Linked DNA regions of Mus musculus: region 1 is linked to region 2. A link is a contact called in public promoter capture Hi-C data. All regions are on one chromosome and are shown on one strand. Each heading gives the region's core, a stretch centred on a gene start, on an enhancer-like site or on the middle of the called end of the contact. The rest is flanking DNA. Distances are from core to core; before and after follow the strand shown. Region 1 has its middle 15 kb from the start of Gm41398. Region 2 holds the start of Ccdc65 (coiled-coil domain containing 65).

Region 1 (6,795 bases), core at 2,852-5,351, 300 kb before region 2:
GTTTATTAAATAGACTAAGCTGTTCTAGAATCCATTATGTAGCCCAGGCTGGCCTCAAACTTTTTTTTTTTCATCATTTTGCTTTGATATGATTGTGACTGTGCCCTGATTTGCTGGAATTACAGTCCTCAGACACCACAGCCATCTTAAACCATCATTCTTTACTAATTTATTGTGAGTATGTATGTGAGCCTATAAGAGTTTCTGGGCAGGCTAGAGAGATGGCTCAGCCGTTAAGAGCACTCCTCTTGGGGGGTGGGGGGGGACATCACTCCTCTTCCAGAGGTCCCAAGTTCAATTCTCAGCAACCACATGGTGGCTCACAACCATCTGTAATAGAATCCGATGCCCTCTTCTGGTGTGTCTGAAGACAGAGTATACTCATATGAAAAAAAGAAAAGGAAAGAGAGAGAGAGGAAGAGAGAGAGAGAGAGAGAGAGTCTGTGCACTACATATGTGTAAGTACCCTCTGACCTGGTGGCAGGTCCCTCAGGAACTGAGGTTACTTGCCCAGTGTGGACGTCTGGTTCTCTCCACCACGATCTCCCTCAGCAGCACCTCGGTGGCGCCATCCTCCCCCTCCCACGCCCACATCCCCAGCGTCTCTGCCCCCATCTCTCTCCAGCCCCAGCTTTCACTCTTTTCCATCTTTCCCATTTTAAATGTTCCTTCTTAAGAACTGAAGTTGCTCGTTTTCCCAAGTCCAAAACTAGGCATCAATTTGGTGGTTAGAAATGGAGAAGAGGGAAGGGGTGGGGGTGGGGGTGGGGGTGGGGGTGGGAACCTTAGCCAAACAAAATATGTGGAATTTGAAATGGAAATGCTGTGGTGGGCCATTTGGAGCTGGGGGAAGCTTGGTTCTTTGTGCAGCAACTGCAGTTTTTAAAAAGTGCCTCTTGTTTGTTTGTTTTTGCTTTGCTTGCTTTTCTATGACCCTTCCCTTGGTTAACCTGGGGCTGTGTCAGTCACCGTTCCATTAGTTTTCTGTCAGTTAGTTTTGGGTTTTTCCCACACACACAGGATTTTTTTTTTTTTAAGTGTGCGTTGGTGTTTTGCCTGTGTTGAGGGTGTCTAATTTCCCGGAGTTACAGACATTTGTCAGCTGCCAAGTGGGTGTTGGGAATTGAACCTGGGTCCTCTGGAAGTGACCCTAACCACTGAGCCATCTCTCCAGCCCAGCAGCAGTCAGTTCTTTAATATTTCCCCCCAACTATTGGGGAGTGTACCCATGGCCTTGGCTTCAGCTGGTCTTGAGTTTGCTTTCCTTCTGACTCGGCCCCCCTGAGCAGCTGGGCCGATAGGCATGTCTACTAGGTGGTCTCGGTAATTTCAAAGATCCTTGATGCCTGCCACTGTTCTTCAGTGTCACCTCCAATCAACAATGACCTCTGTTCCACTCCTTATTTAGACGTCTTTGGTGTTTCTCTCCTTTTTTTAATTTTTTAAAAAAGATTTATTTATTAATTATTAAAAGGAAGTACACTGTAGCTGTCTTCAGACACACCAGAAGAGGGCGTCATATCTCATTACGGGTGGTTATGAGCCACCATGTGGTTGCTGGGATTTGAACTCAGGATCTTTGGAAGAGCAATCAGTGCTCTTACCCACCGAGCCATCTCTCCAGCCCAGTGTTTCTCTATTGTTCCTAAAAGTGTTCCTGGATCTGCCTGACTGCAGGTACTTATCAGCACTGTGGCTTTCTTTACTGCTTTTGTATGTATGTATGTATGTATGTATGTATGTATGTATGTATGTATGCATGTAAAGTATGTGTATGTATTTATCTATAACATGTACATAAGTATACTCTGTCTAAATGCACAATGTCTACAATGTACTTGGAAATTGAATGCTTTAAAATTATGCTTGTGCATTCGTGTGTGTGTGTGTGTGTGTGTGTGTGTGTGTGTGTGTGTGTGTGAACTAGTTCTCTCCTTCCAACTTTATGTGGTTTCTGGTATTCTAACTCAGCTTGTCAGATGGTGAGATGACTTATGGGGTAAAGATGCTTGCTGCCAAGAGAAACAACTCCAATTATAGCCCTAGGACACACATCATGTGAGAGAGTCAGCGCCCTCAAGCTGTCCTCTGACCTTCACACACACACACACACACACACACACACACACACACACACACAGGAAACAAACTGGACTGGAGAGATGGCTCACAAATTAAGTAAGAGCCCATACTGCACTTTCAGAGAGCCTGAATTTGGTTTCCAGCACCCATGTCAGAAAGCTAACAGTCACTCACCCAACCCCAGCTCCCGAGGACCTGCCACTCTCTTCTGGTCTCCACTATACTAAATCCATAAGTACAAACCCACATGCAGATATCACACTTGTATCCATAATCTAACGTTTAAAAATAGATAAATAAGGGCTGGAGAAGCCGGGCATGGTGATGTACGCCTTTAATCCCAGCACTTGGGAGGCAGAGGCAGGCGGATTTCTGAGTTCGAGGCCAGCCTGGTCTACAGAGTGAGTTCCAGGACAGCCAGGGCTATACAGAGAAACCCTGTCTCAAAAAATAAATAAATAAATAAATAAATAAATAAATAAACAAACAAATAAAAATTAAATAAATAAACAAGGGCTGGAGCTCTGATAGGAGTTCTCCCTGGACCGAGGAGATCAAGGAGGAGGTGGCAGAAAGTCTAGGCATCTGAAGAACACGTGCTGAGGTAACACAGAGAAGGCAGCGCCTCTGAGAACCAGGGTTTTCTTCCCAGACTGGGGTTCACCTTGTGCATGCTGGGTAAGCCTTCTACCGCTAAGCCATTCTGTCCCTGGCCTTTCTGCTTTTTAAACATTTGTGTATTTATTTGGGTGTGTGGTGTGTGTTCATGACTTGAGTGTGACAGTCACAGGACAACTTGCAGGAGTCAGTTCTCTCCTTCCACCACGAGGATCTTAAGACTCAAGCAGGCTCCATAGCAAGTAAGCACCTTTACCCCCAGCAGCCATCTCTCCGACAGAGATCTGCCTGCCTCTGCCAAGTGCTGGGACTAAAGACATTTGCTAGCAAACTCTTTTTTCACTTCTATTTATTTTTAAAGATTTATTTATTATTATGTATAAGTACACTGTAGCTGTCTTCAGACACACCAGAAGAAGGTGGTGTCAGCTCTCATTACAGATGGTTGTGAGTCACCATGTGATTGCTGGGATTTGAACTCAGGACCTTCGGAAGAGCAGTCAGTGCTCTTAACCACTGAGCCATCTCTCTCTAGCCCTTAACTTTTTTTTTTATTCATATGAGTACACTGTAGCTGTCTTCAGACACACCAGAAGGGGGCACCAGATCCCATTACAGATGCTTGTGAGCCACCATGTGGTTGCTGGGAATTGAACTCAAGACCTCTTGAAGAGCAGTCAGTGCTCTTAACTACTGAGCCATCTCTCCAGCCCTTAACTTTTTATTTTGAAACAGGTTCTCAACAAGCTGTCCTGACTGAATATACACTTACTGATAACCCAGGTAGGCCTTGAACGTGTGAACCTCTTGCCTCAGCAGCCCAAGTAGGTAGGATTACACGGAACATCTGGCTCAGGGATCTGTGATATTGTTTGTTTGTTTGATGGATGACTGATCTATGCAGCTCAGTTCCTGAACTCCTGCCTCAAGTGATCTTTCCACCAAAATCGCTTATCTCTGGGATCTTAACACTTCAATCTAAGGCTGGAGAGATGGCTCAGCGGTTAAGAGCACTGACTGCTCTTCCAGAGGTCCTGAGTGCAATTCCCAGCAACCACATGGTGGCTCACAAACATCTGTAATGGGGTCTGGTGCCCTCCTCTGGTGTGTCTGAAGATAGCTACAGTGTACTCACATACATAAAATAAATAAATCTTACAAAAACAAAACATCAATCTTCTTTATACTTTTCAGAGAATAGTCACAAACTCTCAAAGCCCTATTATAGAACAAGCTGAAGGTCGAGGGAAAGGTCATCTCTAAAGAATTTTCCCTTGCTTGTTGCCAAGCACAAATATCTGAATTCTGAGTTCAGTTGCTGAGCCTTTTATAGGAAGCTCTGAAGAGTGTTGCAGAGAAGGGTTTAGGTATCAGGAAGAGAGTGGTAGGCAGCTCCTGTGGGTGTGGCTTGTTCTAGTCATAAAGTCTTTCAAGTCAGCAAATCAGAGAAGTCCAGAAAAGCAGAGAGGAAAAAACATCCTGGTTACGGCTTCTCTGTGGCCACAGCTGGGGCTGAGAGAGGGTGAGGTGTCAAGAGCCCTGAAGAGCCCTGAAGAGCCCTGCTTCGCTTCTGCAGCTGTGCTCCAACAGAGGCTCCGGAGGCGCGACAGAAGAGAAGCTCAGTTCTACTCAAGGTCAACAAACTGCTTGCTTCAACTCAAGACTTCTATACGAAGCCGGGCGTGGTGGCGCACTACTTTAATCCCAGCACTCGGGAGGCAGAGGCAGAGGCAGGCAGATTTCTGAGTTCGAGGCCAGCCTGGTCTACAAAGTGAGTTCCAAGACAGCCAGGACTACAGCCCTGTCTCGAAAAAACAAAAAACAAAACAAAACAACAACAACAAAAAACCCATTTATACGGAGTTAATACGAGGGAAACATAAAAGAAAGACATTAGCTATCTCCTTTAGGGTTCACAATTTGAAATGCAAAACTAGTTTCCTCAGAATAAAACATACACTGGCACACGTGTGCACATGTACACACACACACACACACACACACACACACACACACACATACATTTGTTTGTTTTCAGACAGGGTTTCATGGAGCCAATTCTGGCGGTTACTATGTAGCCCAAAATGACTTTAAACTTTTGATCTTCCTGACTCTACCTCACAAGTTTTGGGATTGCAGGTGTCAACTGCATTCAGTGCTTTGTTTTCTTTTGTTTGTTTGTGTTTTGGTTAGATAAAGTCTCTGTCGTCCAGACTGACTTAGAATACGCTATGTCATCTAGTATGACCTCAAAGTTGTGGCAATTCTCCTGCCTCAGCTTCCTTTTTTAAAAATATTATTTATTTATTTTTATTTACACGAGTACACTGTAGCTGTCTTCAGACACACACCAGAAAAGTGCATCAGATCTCATTATGGGTGGCTGTGAGACACCATGTGGTTGTTGGGAATTGAACTCAGGACCTCTGGAAGATCAGCCAATGCTCTTAACTGTTGAGCCATCTCTCCAGCCCCCTGCCTCAGCTTCCTAAGTGATAGAATTATAGGCATGAGTCACTGTGCCTGGCTTCTTTTTTAATTTCAATTTAATTTTATTATTACAGAGTCTCACTATGTATCCCTGGCTGGACTAGAACTTGCTATGAAGACCAGGCTGACCTGGTCTTCAGAATCATCTGCCTGCTTCTGCCTCCCGAGTGCTGGGATTAAAGGCCCATGCTGCTACCCCACCCACTTTTATATTTTATATATGTGAGTACACTGTAGCTATCTTCAGATACACACCAGAAGAGGGCATTGGATCCCATTGCAGATGGTTGTGAGCCACCATGTGGTTGCTGGGAATTGAACTCAGGACCTCTGGAAGAGCAGTCAGTGCTCTTGACAGCTGGGCCATCTCTCCAACCCCCCACCCTCAATTTTATTTTTAAAGACTTATTTTTAGGAGCTGGGGAGTTGGCTCAACAGTTGTTAGCACTTACTGCTCTTTCATAGTACCTGAATGCAGTTCCCAGCAACCCTGTTAGGTAGCAGATACCCTTGTGCTCTTCCAGTTTCAGGCAGATCTGCCTCTGGCCTCCAAGAGCACCTGTACCCACACAATATACATAATTAAGCTGGGCATGGTGGCACACGCCTTTAATCCCAGCACTTGGGAGGCAGAGGCAGGCGGATTTCTGAGTTTGAGGCCAGCCTGGTCTACAGAGCGTATCCCAGGACAGCCAGGGCTGCACAGAGAAGCCCTGCTTGAAAAAAGGAACCAGGGGCTGGTGAGATGGCTCAGTGGGTAAAAGCACCCGACTGCTCTTCCGAAGGTCCAGAGTTCAAATCCCAGCAACCACCCGCAACAAGATCTGACTCCCTCTTCTGGAGTGTCTGAAGACAGCTACAGTGTACTTACATATATTAATAAAATAAATCTTAAAAAAAAAAGAAAAAAGGAACCAAAAGTAAAGGAAAAGGTAAACTCACAGCAAGAAAACTGTCGACATCAGCAGCTTTCCTGAGGACAAGAATAGAGCTGGCGTGGGGGCATCCATCTTTAATCCCAGAACTGAAGCGACAGAGGCAGGGGCAACTCTGTGAGGTCAAGGCCAGTCTGGTCCATGGGTGAACAACAGCAACAACAAAGTACACAAATAGGAAAACAGAACAGAGCAATGAGAGGAGGAGATCAAGCCAGCAAGGAGGTCAGCAGACATGGCGGGCAAGTGGTCACACGGTCAAGGAGGGAGGGAGGAAAGGAGGCCAAAGTAGCAGAAAAGTATACTTGGGGTCAAGCCAGCTTCCAGAAAAAAAAGAGACAGGGAAAAAAAAAAAAAAGAAAGAAAGGAAGGAAGGAAGGAAGGAAAACGAAAATTTTTGCTTTATTTATTTATTTATTTATTTTTGTAGGAATCATCTTTTATTGGGGGAGGGTTCATCAATTCTTTTTTTTTTAATTTATTTATTATATGTAAGTATACTGTAGCTGTCTTAGACACTCCAGAAGAGGCATCCAATTTCGTTACGGATGGTTGTGAGCCACCATATGGTTGCTGGGATTTGAACTCAGGACCTTTGGAAGAGCAGTCGGTGCTCTTAACCCCTGAGCCATCTCACCAGCCCCGGGTTCATCAATTCTTGACTGCCGCC
Region 2 (7,066 bases), core at 3,543-6,042:
AGTACTGGAGTTAAGGTGCTTGTACCCCAGGTGGATGATGGGAATCTAGCCTGACTCCTCTACAAGAACGACAGTCGTTCGTAACTGCTGAGGCTTCTCTACGGCCCAAGTGCACCATGTTCTAAAAACAAACAAAAAGATGGAAAAATATGTGGTAGCAATCCCTGGCCTACATAGACACATGTGTCCGTACAACGCACATGCACACACATCACACACACACACACACACACACACACACACACACACCAAGTCTAAAGCCTCCAGGGCTGAGTGTGTGACTTAGTGATAGAGGACTCATCTAGCTTGTCCAAGGCTCTGGGTTTGCTCCCCAGCACTGGAGGGTCGGGGAGGCTGGGGCTGGTGTACTGGCTAGTTTTGTGTCAACTTGACACAGCTGGAGTTATCACGGAGAAAGGAGCTTCAGTTGAGGAAATGCCTCCATGAGATCCAACTGTAAGGCATTTTTTCAATTAGTGATCAAGGGGGAAAGGCCCCTTGTGGGTGGGACCATCTCTGGGCTGGTAGTCTTGGGTTTTATAAGAGAGCAGGTTGAGCAAGCCAGGTGAGGCAAGCCAGTAAAGAACATCCCTCCATGGCCTCTGCATCAGCTCCTGCTTCCTGACCTGCTTGAGTTCCAGTCCTGACTTCCTTTGGTGATGAACAGCAGTGTGAAAGTGTAAGCCAAATAAATCCTTTCCTCCCCATCTTGCTTCTTGGTCATGCTTTTGTGCAGGAATAGAAACCCTGACTAAGACAGCTGGAAAGATGGCTCAGAGGTTGAGAACACTGACTGCTCTTCCAGAGGACCTGGGCTTGATTCCCAGTAACTGCATGGCAGCTCACAATTGTCTGTAACTCCAGTTCCAGGGAACCTGACACCCTCACACAGACACACATGCAGGCAAAACACCAATGCACATAAAATAAAAATAAATAACTTTTTAAAAAGAAAACACAAAAACCAGCAGTGTGAAGCAGCCCTGGGCCTACTGACTCCTCACCCCTGCAAGGCTTAGGCAGAAGGAAAGATGTACAGTGAATATCTGCTGTCACTGTGAAGTTTTGTTCGAGAAGAAAATATTAGGGGGCTAGAGAGATGGCTCAGTGGTTAAGAGCACTGACTGCTCTTCTGAAGGTCCTGAGTTTGAATCCCAGCAATCACATGGTGGCTCACAACCATCCATAATGAGATCTGATGCTCTTTTCTGGTATGTCTGAAGACAGTTACAGTGTACTTAGGTATAATAATAAATAAATCTTTAGGCCAGAGCGAACCAGAGTGAGCAACCTTCATTCCCAGCAAACACATGATGGCTCACATCCATCAGTAGAGCTGTAGTGTACTCATATACATAAAATAAGTAAAAGATATCTTTAGAAAAAGAAAGAGAGAAGAAAAGATTAAGAGGAGTCAGTGAACAGGTAGTCTGTAAAAGGTAGGGTTGAAACAGGGACAAACTGGGACTGATGATGGCGCATGTCTTTAATTCTGGCACTCAGGAGACAGTAGACCTCTCAAGTAGATCTCTCTAAGTTTGAGACTAGCCTGATCTACACAGCCAGTTCCAAGCCAGCAAGGGTCCTATCTCAAACAAAACAAAACACCAAAAAACAAACAAAACAAAACAAAACAAAACACCCAAAGAAAGAAAAAGAAAAACAAATAAAAGCAGCTGTAACCCCGCCTCCCCCCGCCCCCAAACTCCTTGGTGCCACCTTCAAGTTGGCCGCCTGCATGGATTGTGGCTCCACTCAGATCTTTAGTGAAGCCTGAGATAATGAAAAGGGGGGCCAAGAATTTCCTCCGGCATAAGTCCGGCCATATGTCAGGACTAAACAGAAATTCGGGGCCATCAGTAGGTTTCGGAGAAGATGCTGAGGCTCAGCACTGGTCATGAGACCGACAAGCAAAGCAAGCGTGTGCTGCCCAGGGACTCTGTAAACCTCTGGTCCCCAGCATCAAGGGGCTGGACGTGCCACCCTCACCTGACAAACCTCATCGATGTCCCCCCACAGCCCCCCAGATTCCCAAGGCTTCTCTGGGAAGGGCAGCAAGGTGGCCATCAAGGTCACCAATCCCAAAGCCAGGCTGTACAGGGAATACAGAGAATAGAAGGCCCATACACAGGCTTTATTTCTGCTTAAACCACAGGAACTTTAAAAGTGGGAGGTGGAGACACGCCGAGCCAAGGAAGCAGTTAAACCTAGGGAGGTAGAAGGAAAGAACTGATGCCACAAGGTTCTCTCTGACCTCCACGGGCATGTACCGCCCCCACACATACCATACACACAGGATTTTAAAGATTTATCATTTATACAGCATTCTGCCTGCATGTGTCTGCCGGCCAGAAGGGGGCGCCAGATCTCATTCTAGATGGTTGTGAGCCACCGTGTGGTTACCGGTAACCTCTGAGCCATCCCTCCAGCCCCCATACCCATAGGTTTTAAGAAATGGATGCATCAAAATCCCTTAAAAGATGAGAGTGATTCAGGAATTTCTTAAGAGCATATGCAGATCCGGGCTGATGGCACCTCCAATAATCCCAGTTTCTGGGAGGCAGAAATAGGAAGATTGCTAATTACAGCCATCTGGGCTACACAAGTCTGTTTCAGTCTCCTGTCTCTCTCCAAAAGAGCGTTAAGATGGCTGATTGAATGGTTTGGAAATCCAGAGTTGCTCTTACCTCTGTGAGGGAGGGCTTCCCGACCTTGTCCAGAGCCTCTGATGTTAAATCAAGGAGGCCAAACTGTTTGAATGAGGCAGTGGACTAGGCCAAAGCACCTACACAGGCAGGTGGATCTCTGTGAGTTTGAGGCCAGCCTTGGCTACATAGCAAGTTTCAGGACAGCCAGAGTTACAGAGTGAGACCCTTCAGAAAGAACAAAATATCCACACGAGAGTCCTCTCGGCTTCTGCCTGGAACTGGACAACCCTGGATAGGTCAGCTTCCTTCTCTGGAACTGAGCCTTCGGATACTGAAATAAAGGCGTGGGCCTGAGTTCAAGTTGCTGGTGATGCTGGCTGCCCCATAGGATTCAGAGCCTCTAAGGTAGGGGAGAAGAGTTACAGCTCAGAAATTCCTTTCTCATCTCAGTGACAGTGATTAGAACCAATAGGCCACGTTTGTCACAGCCTGTGCCTGGTGAAGGCTTGAAGGCTGATTAGGTAGATCCAGCTGTGTAGCTCACACCTGCCACTCCAGCAGTTGGGAAGTTGGGGTAGGAGGGTGGGGAGTTCACGGTTATCTATCCTGTTACGTGTGAGTCTGAGGCCATTATAGGAAAGCATGGCTTTGTCTCAAAAGTAATAATAATAGTAATAACAATAATAGGATACATGACTTTGTCTCAAAATAATAATTAATAATAATAGTAACAGCAGCAGCAATAACAACAATAAATAATAAATAATTCACTAGGCCCATTCTACCTAGGAAGGTCTGGAAGCCATCCCCGCCTGCTCTCTGGAGAGAGTGCATACTTTTTTTTTTTTCCCTTTTTCCTTTTCCTTTTCCTTCTTTTTTCCCTTTTCCCTTTCCCTTTTCTTTTTTCTTTCTTTCTTTCTTTCTTTCTTTCTTTCTTTCTTTCTTTTTTTTTTTGGGGGGGGGTCTTTTTGAGACAGGGTTTCTCTGTGTAGCCCTGGCTGTCCTGGAACTCACTCTGTAGACCAGGCTGGCCTTGAACTCAGAAATCCACCTGCCTCTGCCTCTCGAGTACTGGGATTAAAGGTGTGCGCCACCACGCCCGAGAGGGTGCATACCTTGATGACGCTGTCCTTACAGTCCACCACGCGTTCAAAGGTCTGGCTGAGGATCTCGATGTCTTGGTGAAGCTCTCTGGTCTTCACCTCCCTGAGGATGGTTCTCCACTGCGTGTTAATCTTATTAAGGTTTAGAGCGCTGTTGTGTTCTTCTTTGGCCAACTTGTCCTGAGGGAGGAGTAATCACATGCGTTTCAGCCAAGGCGAAAGGTCCACCTCGGTGCTATCGATACCACGCTGAAAAATACCAGTCCCCGTGTATTCTCACAAACAAAGCCCTTGGCAGCCAACACTCGGGGGCTCCTGTTTGTGGTTTCCAATGAATGGGTTCCCTTCAGGGTGAAGCATCAGAGAAGAGTTTCTAACGACCCCACTCCAGACCCAACCTCAGAATTCAAGACAGCTGAATTTGGACACCTGACAGCATCCACTGTCCTAATTCTGGGGGCTCGGTTGATACTGCCAAACTCAATTCTCCCCTCCCCCATGTTTCACAGAGAATGCCCTAGGCAAAAACCAATGTTGTCTGAAGCCCATGTATTTTGGGACCAAGGACTTCAGAGGGATAGGAAAGGATGAAAATGAGCCTGCCACAAGGACGCGACCCCAGGCAACGGTACCAGTGCATGGGCGGTGGGTTTGGGGGTTTGGGGGTTTGGGCAGGACACACTGCAGACGAGCATCACCTTCAAGAACTGGGTGAGGAGTCTCTCTTTCTTCTTGGCTGCCTCTTCGTCAGCCAGCATCTTTTGCTGAAATATAAGCAGCTGATCTTCCTCGGACAGGGGTGCCTTGGGCAACTTGGGCTTTTTTCCTTTTTTAGACATGGCTGGGCTGCGGACTGGGTCCGGGCAAGGAGCCTCTGCCTGCTGCTACGAGCCACTTGTGAGGAATTAGAAAGAAAAACTTCCCATAGACAGGGAGGGACCTTCTGGAGCTAAGGTAATGGGGCCTTAGACCTCTGTCCTCCACGCCAAGAGTGCTCAGGCGACACCCGACTCCCAGCTGGAGAACAGAAAGACGCATCTTGTCTCCTAGCAACAAGGACCTTCGCTAAGACCGCGGGGTGAGAAATAGGGAGGCAGCATTACTTCAGCGCCCCCTGCATGCCGGAGGACCGCAGTCAGTTCTTTTAAGTAGGCTTTTTTTTTTTTTTTTTTTTTTTTTAAATCAAGAACCCTAGTCTCTCTTAAAAAAATAATAAATGTCTTCAAATAGTTTTTCCATTTTACTTTTTAATTTGGTGTATGCCTGGTTTGTCCACGTGTGTGTCTGAGCACCGTGCGCATGCCTGGTGCCTGCAGAGGTCAGAAGACAGCATCGGATTTCGTAGAACAGGTCAAAACCACTTACACATACATACAAATAATGAGATGGTTCACTGGGTAAGGGAGGTACTGCCAAGCCCAATGGTCTGAGATCACAAGCACCTGGAACCCCAGTTTCAGGAGATCAAAACACGCCTTTCTGGCCTCGGTGGACGCTGCATTAACGTGCACAAACACACATACACATAAAATATTTAAAAATATTTTGTAAATTGTCTCCTTAGTGATAGAGAGATGGCTCAGAGGCAAAGAGCACTTGCCACTCTTGCAGAAGACCTGGGTTTGGTTCCTAGCACCCACATGGGCAGCTCATGACTGTTCATAACTCCAGTCCCAGGGGATCTGACTCCCTCATCTGACCTCTGTGGACATGGGGTAGACACATGGTCCACACATATACATGCAAGAGAAACGCAAATACACATAAATAAATCTTACTAAAAAATTAAGACAGTGTTTCAGTGTAGCCCTGGATGGCCAGAAACTCACTGTATAGATAGAAATCCATCTACTTCTGCCTCGCCCCACATCCCCCACCCCCAGTGCTTGGATCAAATGTAGGAGTCATCACTTCCAGCTTAAATTTGTTTCTCTCTCTCTCTCTCTCTCTCTCTCTCTCTCTCTCTCTCTAAATGTGTGAGTGCTTCATTTGCATGTATACCTGCTTGCCTGAAGAAGGCATCAGACCCCATGACAGATGGTTGTGAGTTGATGGGAATTGAACTCAAGATCTATGGAAGAGCAGCCAGTGTTCTTAACCGCTGAGCCATCTTTTCAGCTCCTTTTTTAAAAAAGATTTATTTATTTATATGTAAGTACACTGTAGCTGTCTTCAGACACTCCAGATGAGGGAGGTTGTGAGCCACCATGTGGTTGCTGGGATTTGAACTCCGGACCTTCGGAAGAGCAGTCAGGTGCTCTTACCCACTGAGCCATCTCACCAGCCCTCTTCAGCTCCTTAAAAAAAATTTTTTTTTAACCCTACTTTTCAAGGGCAAAATCTGTGGCTAACAAAAAGATGTACACCAGTGCACACTCCCTCCTAGGAATATCTGCACCTGAAGCAGCATCGAAGCCCCCAATCACACACTGTGACCTCCAGGCAGCCAGCTGTGCCCTTCTCATGCCTGCTCTTCAGTCTTCTGTCTCTCTCTTGTGTCTCTGTCTGTCTGTCTGTCTGTCTGTTTTTCTGTCTCATCAGTAAGCCAGCTTTTCCTCACTCTGACTCATCCTGGAATTCTTTTCTGTGGTAGACATAGCCAAGAGGACCTGAGTTAGAAGAAGTCCCCATAGCTTCCCCGGAGCCTCCTTAGGCTGCTCTGATCACATCACTGAGCTGTAGTCCCTGCTGGCGGTGACAGTATTATTGTGAATGTTATATGAGACATTTAGGAAAACAAAGCTACAAAGGCAAAAAAGTAGGGAACTGTTGCAACCCCAACGTCTACTAACAGGTACTTGGGTGTTTGTGACACATCCCTTTAATCCCAGCCCTCAAGAGACAGAGGCAGGTGGATTTCTGAGTTCGAGGACAGTCTGGTCTACAGAGTGAGTTTCAGGATAGCTAGAGATACACAGAGAGACCCTGTCTTGAAAAGAGTAGAGGTAGAACCCTTGGGAAGTGATGAAGTTTGGACTACCATGAAAGTGCACTCCCTGGATTGGATCAGTGTCCTTAGAAGAGAAAGAGGCTGGACTGGGAGATAGCTCAGTACTTATGAGCAAGCACTGGCTGGTCTTCTGGAGTACCCAGGATCAATTCTTGGCACCCACAGGACTGCTAACAATCATCTCACTTCTTCTTCAGGCCTCCTCAGGTCCCAGGCATGTTTGTGGTACACGGACATATATGTAGACAAAACAACAACAACTAAATTCAAGAAGAAGAAGAAGAAGACAGAGACAAGTGCTGTCTCTTGGGGTCTTTGAATATACCAGAAGACAGCCTTCCAGGGGTTTCCTTTACAGATTCCAG

The links. Promoter capture Hi-C pulls out the DNA fragments that hold promoters and counts their contacts.
Region 1: a contact with region 2 is called in a promoter capture Hi-C map of the HPC-7 cell line. The contact joins the enhancer-like site here to the promoter of Ccdc65 in region 2. A contact is called at or near these places in 10 of 39 promoter capture datasets (the C10 cell line, the HPC-7 cell line, cranial neural crest and 7 more) and 1 of 115 datasets of contacts at active chromatin or transcription factors (pancreatic cancer cells).

What each region holds. Positions count from the first base shown.
Region 1 is chr15:99,006,352-99,013,146 of GRCm38.p6, reverse strand. It overlaps the pseudogene Gm8973. Among named protein-coding and RNA genes, the nearest start is that of Gm41398, 15 kb to the left of the region's middle. Within about 2 kb of position 4,101, at least 91 of the 459 cell types and tissues checked have an H3K27ac peak or open chromatin away from gene starts, as enhancers often do. A contact at or near this core is called in the HPC-7 cell line, where this site is marked.
Region 2 is chr15:98,705,920-98,712,985 of GRCm38.p6, reverse strand. It overlaps Ccdc65 (coiled-coil domain containing 65), which reads right to left and starts at 4,792. Exons shown (of 8, transcript NM_153518.2): 1 at 4,450-4,792; 2 at 3,764-3,931. The coding sequence starts at 4,590.